Regions from separate parts of the Mus musculus genome. Here region 1 is linked to region 2. A link is a contact called in public HiChIP or PLAC-seq data. All regions are on one chromosome and are shown on one strand. The core of a region is the stretch at or near the end of the contact, and the rest is flanking DNA. Distances in the headings are between cores, read along the strand shown.

Region 1 (5,886 bases), core at 2,748-5,247, 92 kb before region 2:
GTGGTGGGCAACAGTGACTTTCAGCGAGGCCGTGGGCAAGCGCAGTGCACAGTCTATATGGCAGTCGCTTTTCTCATTGATGCAACCAAAATACCTGACAAGAAACAACTTATTTGGGCTCACCATTGAGGAGACACAGTCAGGGAGGCACTGTGGCAGGAACATGGATCTCATTGCATCTACAGTCAGAAGTCAGAGAAGAGTGGGGAGAGGAAGGGAGAGATAAGGAAGGGGAGAGAGACAGAGACAGAGGTGGGGAGAAGGAGAGAGGGAGGGGAGGGAGAGAGAGAGAGGGGGAGAGAGAGAGAGAGAGAGAGAAATGCTGTGCTCGGAACACTTCCCCCTTTTTCTTCAGTCTGGGACTCCAGCCATCAGTGGTTCCACCCTTAGAATGGTCTTCTCTCTGCACTTAAACCTTTCTGGAAACACCCTCATAGACATACCTAGAGATTCTAACTCCAATTTTGTCAGTAATTATGGTTAACCATCACAGTGTGGCAAACAGCACAATGTGAGGTCGAGTCGGGCACCAGATCCCAGGCAGGACCCTTTAGATGCTGCCTCATAGAACAGAGAACTTCATAGTCTTTGCAGATGCATTTTAATTAAGGATTCTGAGGCTGGGGGCAGAAGTGCCCCGCCACCCCCATTCCTTATAAAAATGTAGGAAGCTTTGACCATAGGTAAGAATGAGAGTCATGTGACTCAGAAGAAGACTAGAGAGATATGTCACAGGAAGCCAGAGAATCAAGAGTCTTTCTCAGAGCCTCTAAGGATGAACAGACCCAGGAACAAATCAGTTTTTGTCCACTGCTGCCTGACCTCAGGCTCCTGATCTCCAGAGCTGCAAACAACAAAGCTATTTGCCTGTTTGTTTGTTTGTTTGCTTGCTTTCCTTCCTTTCACTGTCCTGGAAATCAAACTTAGGGGCCCCAAACCCCTATGTACCCTACCTCTGGGTCCCAGCCCCAGTCCCAGCATGCCCTTGCTTTCCCCACTTTTTAATCTAATACAGATCTCAATAACAGCTAGCCTTGAACTTATTCTATAGCCTAGACAGGCCTTGAACTCCAGAGCCTCCTGCTTCAGCCTCCAGTGTAGCTGGGATTACAGACCTGTGCTACAAGCTCTTGCTAGCTCCGTTGTTTTGAGGCCTCTGGCAGCACTCATTTGTTCCAGAAGCCTTAGGGGTGCATACAGAGGGGCAGGAGAGAGAGGTGGGGATGTCGGTGAGGATGGAGAGGTGTGTAGAGGACAACCGGACCAGGCTTGGGTGGACTGTGTGTGGGGAAAGGAATAGAGGGCAGCTCTGGCCGGGAGTTGCCAGGGTCACAGCATGGGAGGAAGGTATTTGAGAAAGATCTTTCTGGAGCCTGGTGGAGGCAGGGAGATCTAGGAGCCCTGCTTTATTTAACCCAGGTGGAAAGTGAAGGAAAAGCTGAGTAACAGAGGAGCAGGAACATGATGCAGTGCTTTTCCAGACAGGCTGGGGAGGGCAGAGATGGGGGAGACGCTCTGAGGCTGCTGCAAGGAATAGCACAAAGGAGCCTGCCAGTCCTCCCCAGGGCCTCCTCCTCTGAGAGATGGGCTGCTTTTTCCTTACCTGCATCCTGGACCCTTGGAGGGGGCACGTGCCCCTAAGCACAAAGCACAAAGCACAGGCAGAGATCCTGGGGACACGCAGGGATCCTGAGCCCAGCGTCCCTGAGAGCAGGCAAAAGCACTTTTTTTTTGTCCTGTTGGGACTGGGATAATTGGGGCATTAAGGAAAATGCATTTCTCACCTATTTTCTGTCTGATTGAAACGTACTTTGCAGTCATTTAGAGCTCTCACACCTCCTCAAATCAGAGCTCAGCTCACTCAGATGGAGGCAGAAAACTGGGACATCACATGGCTCCTGAGGCTCCCAGGATTTGACAAGCAAAAAAAGATACAACCTCACCCATATCCCTAGCATCTGAAGACATGGCCAGTCTGGGCAGACTACGCCCCTTGCCTGGCTGCACCCTTCAGAAGTGAGGTGGAGATCCAGGAGGACTGCACTTGCCTCCCATCACTGCCTCAAGACAACTCTGTGTCTTGTCTTCTTCTCTAGATCCTGACGGCACCATTTCAGGAAGGGTCCCTGGCTCCGAGGTTATTCTTGATTGTAAGACTAAGAGCTTAAACAGGGAGTGTGGCTCAGTGATAGGGTGCTTGCCTAGCATGTGCAAGGTTCTAGGTTCAAGCCTCAGTCTCATACACACACAGAGACACTCATACACACACATACACAGACTCATACACAGAAATACATAGATGCACATATATGTACAAAGACACACACACATACACAGACTCATACACAGAAATACATAGATGCACATATAGGTACAAAGACACACACATACATACACAGACTCACACATACAAATACACACAAACACATTCACACATGTACATAAGACACACACATACATACACAGACTCACACATACAAATACACACAAACACATTCACACATGTACATAAGACACACACATACATACACAGACTCATACATACAAATACACACAAACACATTCACACACATGTACATAAGACACACATACATACACACATATATGCGCAAACACATATACACATATGTACAAGGCATACACATACACACATGAGGCCTAGAAGTATCTCTTTTCTTTTCTTTTCTTTCTTTTTTTTTTTTTTTTTTTTTGAGACAGGGTTTCTCTGTGTAGCCCTGGCTGTCCTGGAACTCACTTTGTAGGCCAGGCTGGCCTTGAACTCAGAAATCCGCCTGCCTCTGCCTCCCAAGTGCTGGGATTAAAGGCATGCGCCACCACCACCCGGCTCTCTTCTCTTCTCTTCTCTTCTCTTCTCTTCTCTTCTCTTCTCTTCTCTTCTCTTCTCTTCTCTTCTCTTCTCTTCTCTTCTCTTCTCTTCTCTTCTCTCTCTCTCTCTCTCTCTCTCTCTCTCTTCTTTTCTTTCCCACAACCATTTGAGTTAAGAGAAAAAGGCTGGTCTTTAAGAATGTCCCTTTCCTCTGGCACTGTATAAAACTGGGTGTAATGGCAGCAGACAGCTGTAACCCCAGCACACAGAGAGCAAAAGCAAGATCCGAAGTTCAAGGCCATTCTCCCAGGATATGTGAGACCCTGTTTTCAAAAGTTCAATCTGATAGTCCTTTCGGCGACAAAAGTTGAAAATCTGCCCAAATATTAAACCAAACTTGAGCCTCACTGACTACTCAGAGCTTTTAACCTTCCTCTGGCTCCTCTCCTCCACTTCAAGCCTGAGCAGAACATGGAGCCAAGAGGTGAGGCAAAGCCTCAAGCAGTATTCTTGGTCAGCACGCCTCCCTCACTGACAGTGTTGTAGATGGCCCCTACAACACTCCATTCTGTGGGCACCATCCCACCACCCTGCCCCAGCGTCACCCACGCAGAACTCTCTGCGCTAGACCTTTTCTATGCTGCCCAGAGATCTGTGCACCCAGACCTTCTCAGGGAAGGGCCTGACACTCATCTGCTAGGAGTGCTGCTGGCTGCAGGGACCACCCCAGACAGCTGTTTTGCCCAGTTCACATGCTTCCAAACTACTCTGGCTATTTTAGGCAACCAAGAGTTTGTTAACAGAAAATTGTATTTCCAAACTCTGGGAGTGGTCTAGCTTTGTCCCTACAGATACAACGTGCTCCAGTTTGACCTCATCAGGAAGGGATTCTGATGGCATTGTGAGAACGATGACCTTCAGACCATTGCTTCTCCTTGACCCAAGGGGAAGAAGAGATTGCCAAAGCTCCCAGCCATGACTGTCTCTTATAACTGGCAAAGCTACCATGGAAAAAACCCTACTGTTTCTCCAACCACCATGGGAAGCAAAGGAGATAGTGAGATAGTTTCTGACTCCCTTCTTCCTCCCAACTCTTATGCAGCTGACATCATCCATCTACAGTCCTGGCTGCTCCCCACTGTGCCACCAAGTGGTGGAAAGTGTGGCTTGGAGTGGGGGAGGGGAGGCACAGCAAACAGTACAGTCCAAAGTGAAAGCAAGACTCCCCAGTTACAGACCTGTGAACTGGCTCCCTGCCACCTGGAGAGCGGAGTCTAACAGGAGCGTTTCTCGTAGCAAAACATTGGTGATATCTCACAGAGCCTGACTATGGCACACACACACACACACACACACACACACAAGATGGAGATGGTGCCTGTTGCCACCCTGGAGAAAACAGCCTGTAGGGCAAGGGGAAGGGGCAAGGAAGCCATGTTGTTAACAACTGCTAGCACAAGGGTAGCCAAGGGCCAACACGGTTCTGCGGTCCAGTGGGAACTGTGAAAGGGGCTGGGCTTGAACCCATGTCGAATTGTCCTTCTCACCCTGTTAGATCCAGAACGGGGTGGACTCAGGGCTGGCGCTGAGAGGTATTGGAAGGGCTCAGCCTCAGGATTCCATGCTTGTTGAAGGTGTTTGGGTTCTCCAGGAAGCAGACGGTGAAGCAGAGCTGTCCTCAGGCCATGCTCCTCCCTCTAGAATACTGAGTCCTCCGCACCTCTGCAGCACGATTGTCTTGCCAAGTCTACCACCTTGACCGAGTAGAGAAGCTGCTGGCTTCCCTGTTTCCCTCCACCCTCGTCTTTGGGCACAGCCCTCAACTTTCCACCATTCCCAGAGTGATCTTTTCAGCACAAATCAGTTTCCTTGACCGTACTCAGGTTCATCAGCTTAGTCGACCCAGGAAGAAACTTGTGGGCCTGCAAGAGCGCCGAGGTGACAGCGCTCAGGAAGTGGGTGCTTAAGGGCTTCGCTGAATAGAAAAGTCTGGGCCAGTGGCTGGGGTGGGGACTCCATGCTAACCCCCAACCAATCTGGTTACCCAGGATGGCTCTGACCCGGCTCCATATTCAGTCATGTTCCAGAAAATGTCAAGGCCATGTTGAAGAACATTAGAGGTGTCACTCTTTACGTGGTTTTCAAGACTGTTTCTAGAACATTCCAAAACAATAATGGCAAAGCCAGGTTACCAACAGGATGACTAACATGATATCTATGACTCAAAATACTAAGCCAGGGTCTGATTCCAAAAAAAAAAAAAAAAAAAAAAAAACTACCACTGCAATGTCCCCAAAATATAACAAAGTTGGACATTAAATGGTTTAAGATATTTTTTAAAGTAAGCACTTAAAAGATATTTATTGAAAGAATCCTCTTTGTGTCACAAAGAAAATATGCCTAAAGTCACTGTGGGCTTTAAATATACAGCGATATCTGGGTATAACTACAGGAGCATCATTTCATTTTGAGAAGAGTACGAGGGAGTCTGGGCATTCTGGCCACCCTAATGCCTGCCCATGTATTCCTTTGGCTCTCAATCACTCCTGTCGCTACTTCATTCTCCTGCTCAGGTATTAAAACCACTGGCTGCTCCTTCCTATAAGAGGACTGGATTTGGTTGCCAGCACCCACATGGCAGCTCTGTAACTCCAGTTCCAAGGGACCTGAAGCTCTCTTCTACCCTCCCTGGACTCTGCATGACTGTAGTACACACACATTCATACAGGACACTAATGCATATAAAATAAACAAAATCTTTAAAAAGAGAAAGATTGTCAGTTAACCCTACCTGCTCGGTGCAGTGTAGAATATACAGATGTCTTTTAATGCTTCTGGAACCTTCTTGGCGCATCTATCAATGGGATACAACAGTTCTCTATATCGCCTGGCAGTGTGGTGCATGTCTGTAATCCTAACACTTGGGAGTCAGAGACAGGATGAGGAGTTCAAAACATCCTTAACTATGTATGGAGTTTGAGACCAACAGGAGAGGCCCGGAGAGTGACCCCTGTCCCAGCTGTAGATGAATGGCACATGGCCCTAGTGTTCCACCCTCC
Region 2 (5,593 bases), core at 575-3,074:
ATCCATCCAGGAAAGCCTGGTTCTCCTTCCCCCAGCAGCCATCAACTGTCGGTAGCCAGGGATGGGGAGGGCTTGTGAGCCACTCCAGGCTCCATGCTCATGACACGGTGACTGTGTTGATCCTGCACAGGCAGCCCCGGCGGCTACGAAGTCAAGAGTCCTGACTTGAGACATGGACATGACCCCAGCCTTCCTCCTTCTCCTCCTCTTCCTCTGGCTCTTACAGTCTTTCTGCTCAGACTTCCAAGATGGTCGTGGGCCTTGGAGAGAAGGGCTGGGCTATAGATGTCTCCGCCATGGCTGAACATCCCACAGCCGCTCACTTGCAGCTTGACCAGTTGTGAGTGTCTGTGTTAGGGGCTACCCACCGCACAAAGAAACTTCTCTAATGAGGTCTGGGGCTGCACCAGCAGAATGTTTGAGTATACGGATTTTAAGGGCAGATTGATGCTGTCAGTTTAGCAAAATAGTAGATTTGCTTCTGGGGCCCATGAGCTCCTCCGGCTTTCCCTTTTTAAACTTACTTTTAAAAACCTGTTTTGTGTGTAAGTGTGTGTGTGCATGGAGGGGCAGGGGCTGAACACACATATGCAGGCTAAAGGACAACTTCAGGGACTTTCTTTCTTTCTTTCTTTCTTTCTTTTTTTTTGGTTTTTCGAGACAGGGTTTTTCTATGTAGCCCTGGCTGTCCTGGAACTCACTCTGTAGACCAGGCTGGCCTCGAATTCAGAATCTGCCTGCCTCTGCCTCCCATGTGCTGGGATTAAAGGCGTGGGCCACCACCGCCTGGCTCAGGGAGTTTCTTGTTGATTGGGGTATCTCGTTTCTGCCTACCCTAGCTGGCCAGAGAGCTCCAGTTAGTTTTTCTGTCTCCATATATCATCTAACTGTAGGAGTTACTGAGGTCACAGATAAATACCACTGCATCTGGCTCGCCTGCCCTCCCTCCGTCTTCTTCTTCCTCTGTCTCTCCCTCTCCCCCTCTCTACCTCTCTCCTCTGCGTAGCTTTGGCTATCTTGGAACTTGCTCTGTACACCAGTCTGTCCTGGAACTCGGAGATCTACCCGCCTCTGCCTCCGGAGTGCTGGGATCAAAGGTGTGTGCAACCACGCCCAGAGCTGCCTAGGCTAAGAAGGTTCAGGGATCAAATTCAGATTGTCAGGATTACAGAGAGAGCAAGCACCTTTTTTACCGCTGAGCAACTCTCCCATTCCTAAAAAAAAAAAATCACAAAGGAATACTTAAGATGAGTGTGGTGGCAAAACGCGTGATCCCAGCACTAGGGTGGCAGAGGCAAGAGGCTCATTCACAGCTAACACAGAAAAAGCGAGGACATTATGTGAACTTGACACTAGAAAAAAAAAAAAAAGAAAATGAGAGGACAGCTTGAGATCCTGTCTCAAAAAACAAAACAAAAAATAAACAAACAAAAAACCCAAATCAAATAAATATTGAAAAAGCAGTGCAGAAGAAGCAAACCTGATTTTTTTTCCCCCAAGTTTAACGAATACTGTATTATTTCACGGACTTCTCACAACCCCAAGCCTGGAGGGGCTGCAGTTCCCCGAGGCAGATCGGGATGTGCTCTTTGAGGCTTTAAGTCTTTGAAGGTTGCGGTTCACTAGGCGTCGGGTCAGAAACCGGACGTTCCATTCGGTTTTATGCTAACCTCCTAAACGCTGCCCTATCCCGGCGCAGGCCACGCCCTCTTCCTTCGGTAGCCCCACCCCTTCCAGTTGGCACACTTACTGAGGAGGAGCAGGATCAACCAATCAGAAGAGTCCTTAGGCGGGCGCTACGCCCCAGAGAACCAATAGACAGGTAGCCGAAGCCGGGCTTGTCCGGGCAAGGAGCTTCCGCACCCGGCAAGGGTTCCACGTGAAACCTGGGAAAGCGCGGCCGGGTTTTCAGGTGAGCTAGGGGACGGCCACAGGGAGTCCCGGGCCGCCCGTTTCTGTCGCCAGCCGCCTGTGGCTCTCGGGACGGGTTGGTTTGCAACTAGGCCGGGGCGCGGCCTCACGTGGTCCTGGCCGGACTCGGGGCCGGTGGGCCTCAGGGGACGGCGCGGACGTTGAGCGTCCTCTGGACGCCTCAGCTGGTGAGCGCGGACTGTCCTCGTACTTTTGTTTTGTTTTGTTTAAAATTGGTCTGGTAAGCTTTTGGGCAGCATCGGGGACCTTTATTGCGCCACCCTTTCTCAAACTGGGATGATTATCGCAATCGTGACTTGAGGGTGGGATCTCGGGTCCTAATCCCCAAACTTTGCCTTCTACCTAGAACGGTTGATGCCATCCGGTTACTTTGTGCTAGAACAGGGTCTCGACAGACAGACAGAGACCTGGGCATGGCAGGCAGGGCATGGCAGGTGGGGCCCTTATGACAGTGACGTTTCTGGCTTTGTAGCTTCTTGGGAGCCTTCTCATCTGGAATCCTCTTGGGTCAGGGACCCTCACTTGAAGGCCACGTGCCTACCATACTGACCAGAGTTAAGATATGGAATATTTGTACGTGGCCTTGTTGAAAGGACTGTGTCCTCTTCTCTCCAACTAAGCTGAGCTCCATTCAGGGCTGCAGGCTGTGGACGTTCTCTTTGTAATTGTTGGTTCTGACATGTTCACAGGGTGAGGGACTATAGGAAATGGCTGCTTTTTATCTCTTAACACAAATACAAAAGTACAGAGACTTTTTCTCAAGGGGACCTGATTTTAGCTTCTTTCAGACCTTGCCGGCAGGGACAGGAAAGTCTATGATCAGCAGGGTTAGCACAGGTCTTCTTAGCCAGATTTTCTCCCTTTGAGGTGTGGTTTGTGGAAATGAGGAGGTTGCTGACAACCTGTTTTTAAAAGAGGGGGTGCTATTTGGAGAGTGAACGAGCAAGCTGAGAGCCATTGAGTCAGCATGGGTCACTGGGCCTCCCCCTGGCTAAGTGGACCTTTACTCACACACATGCTGGCATCAGCAAACACAGGACTGGTCTTTCCTCCTATCTTACTGCTACTTACCCTGTGTCTTGATTAGGGGTTTACTGCTGTGAACAGACACCGTGACCAAGGCAACTGTTACAAGGACAACATTTAATTGGGGCTGGCTTACAGGTTCTGAGGTTCAGTCCATTATCATGGTGGGAGCATGGCAGCATCTAGGTAGGCATGGTGCAGAAGGAGCAGAGAGTTCTATATCTTCATCTAAAGGCAGATAGAAGACTGGCTTCCAGGCAGCTAGGATGAGAGTCTTAAAGCCCACGCCCACAGTGACACTCCTCTAACAAGGCTAGACCTCCTAATAGCGCCACTCCCTGGGCCAAGCATATACAAGCTTTCACACCTGTGATAATATTGCTCAGGCCCCTAGTCTGAGCTCATCCTCCGATGAGATAGCTGTGATGGCCCCTGCAGTCTTCCAGTGACTCCATATCCTTCTCCATTCCATTCCACCTGTCTCCACGCCCCCTGCTTCCTAGCTGTTTACCAGCACCAAGCTCTTTGCTCTGTGCCTGTCAGGTTTCTCTTCTCTGAACACTTCCTACCCTGGGCTGCCTGGTCCATCCATCCAAAATCCTGCAGCATCTCCTCTGGCCGGGCTCTCCTTAATTCAGTGTATCTTTCTGGTGACTGTCTCTTCCTGTCAGTCCTATTGATCTGTGGTTAGGAGGACCTTGAGCTCTGCAGTGTCCTCCAGGCCTGTCGCTGTGAGGCCCAGCCTGGGCTTCTGAAGCAAGTCTGCCATGAGAGAGGGACAGCAGACACAGTGGGGCTCTGCAGCTCGCTCACCTGAGGGAGCTCTGAGGAGGAATGCCTGTTGTCTGTGGAGGATAAAATCCAGTGTATTGGAGTACACAGGGTGGATTCCTTTGCTCTCCTCATAGGCAGTTAAAGTCCTGGGTCAGTGCTGCTGGGTACAAATTTTACAGACCCACCTGGGTGCCTTGGCCTCCCTCACTTGACCAACAGATACGAGGCTAAAACACCAGTATAGGGTAAGGGTGACTTGTGGAAGGCCCTCTAAAGTCAGTGGCAGAAGGTGAGGTGATAATAAGGAAGAAGCGGTCTCCCCAGCTATCACCCATCAGGTACTTACTACAGGGACCTCATGTTGCTGCTGGCCCTTCTTCCTCAGCATCAGGCTAGTTTTGTCAGGCCTGCGTCCCTCCCTGGTGTTTCCACTGCCCACGCCCTCTCCCTGTAGGGTTACTGTTCCCCATTTACTCAGAAGTGACTTTTAGGAGTCATCTTGGTCTGCTTTTCCTCCTTGGGTGGCTAGCCGGCCCTCAGCACACCATCTGCTGCGTTTCTATGTCTGTGGTCAAACTGAGCTTCTCAGCCCACAATCCATCTTGGTAATTGTCCAGCACCTGGCACAGTTGGGACCCCAGAGAACCTCTTTGTAAGATTGGGAAGATGCAGGGGTTCCAGAAGAGCATTCAGTGATACGGAGCTGGGTCTGAAGGCATTGGAGGGGTGGGGTTTGGGAACAGCAGTGTGTCCAGATGGGGGCAGCTCTGGCTCAAGGATAGCTGGCCGTCTGATGTAGGAAATCATCTTTGCTGGAGGAAAGAGGCAGAGAGCTATTGAACATTGCTGTATGAGGTGGAGGCTAGGAGGAGACAGACAGACAGACATGGGAGCACAACAGTTTATAAAGATCCCGGTTCCTCCTTCTGCAGATTTTGGTTTGGGGACTCTTGGTGTGGGGTGTTCAGCTGGACTGTGTTTCTGTAGCGTTTGCTGCCTTGTGTCCATACTTCTCACACCACTGAGAGGAGCTTGAGGCTCAGAGCATGGTCTCTGTATCAGCCGTCGTCCCAAACTACTCAGCTTGTGGGCCTCATTTCTGTACAGTAAGGGTGATAATCCTCTGGTGTTAGGAGCAGGTGTGGCGGCAGTCCTAAAGGCGCCAGGGACTGCAGCTAAGTCATATGACTTGCACCTGACTTCCTCATATAAGACACAAACATCTTGAGTGCTGCGCAGGTGTACCAGGATACAGGTGAATCCAATTTGGTGGAGATTTGCCCCTGCTGCCCTGATTAGCTGAAGCCTCGTGACTGATGAGGGGGCGTGGCCTGCGGTGCGTGGATGAGAGAGAGTATAAAAGGAGTGAGAGGCCCAGGGTTCGGGGGAGATATATAAACAAGGGCGATATATAAAAACAAGGGAGATATAAAAACAAGGGAGATATAAAAACAAGGGAGATATATAAACAAGGGAGATATAAAAACAAGGGAGATATATAAACAAGAAGAAACAGGACTGAATAAATGTGTGCAGAAGGATCCTGTAGCAGCGTCGTTCTTCCTGGCCTGTTGAGTGCGTGCAACAAGTGGTGCCGAAACCCGGGAAAAGAAACATCTTCAGTCACGAGCGAAGACCCACTGCTACAGGGAGGATTCAGAACTGCATCACGGGGAATGGTGGTAAAGAAGTGTTCCTGTAAAACAGACTGTTGAGAAGGATCAGAACTCTTCAGCTGGGGAACGGTACTGATGAAGAGAAAGAAGAAAGATGAGGACTGAATAAACTGCTGTTAGAAGGACTGGTGGTCGCATCGTTCTTGCTGGTCGAGAGCGGGCGCGACAATTGGTGGCCCGTACGG

The links. HiChIP or PLAC-seq counts read pairs in DNA pulled down with a chosen protein or histone mark.
Region 1: a contact with region 2 is called in an H3K4me3 HiChIP or PLAC-seq map of the SCID.adh cell line, with 26 read pairs. The contact joins the enhancer-like site here to the promoter of Aen in region 2. A contact is called at or near these places in 21 of 39 promoter capture datasets (the C10 cell line, the HPC-7 cell line, the SN4741 cell line and 15 more), 13 of 15 datasets of contacts at CTCF or cohesin (CD8 T cells, the G1E-ER4 cell line, the NIH/3T3 cell line and 7 more), 307 of 484 Hi-C or Micro-C datasets (3T3-L1-derived adipocytes, 8-cell embryo, the AML12 cell line and 142 more), 80 of 115 datasets of contacts at active chromatin or transcription factors (CD4 T cells, CD4 single positive thymocytes, CD8 T cells and 55 more) and 7 of 9 other capture datasets (adipose tissue, embryonic stem cells, embryonic tail and 4 more).

The regions. Positions count from the first base shown.
Region 1 is chr7:78,800,049-78,805,934 of GRCm38.p6, forward strand. No RefSeq gene overlaps it. Among named protein-coding and RNA genes, the nearest start is that of Mrps11, 20 kb to the left of the region's middle. Within about 2 kb of position 3,998, at least 17 of the 459 cell types and tissues checked have an H3K27ac peak or open chromatin away from gene starts, as enhancers often do. A contact at or near this core is called in CD8 T cells, the G1E-ER4 cell line, the SCID.adh cell line and 9 more, where this site is marked.
Region 2 is chr7:78,894,103-78,899,695 of GRCm38.p6, forward strand. It overlaps Aen (apoptosis enhancing nuclease), which reads left to right and starts at 1,825. Exons shown (of 4, transcript NM_026531.5): 1 at 1,825-1,912. It overlaps Gm39039 (a long non-coding RNA gene), which reads right to left and starts at 1,680. Exons shown (of 2, transcript XR_882236.1): 1 at 1,481-1,680; 2 at 1-260.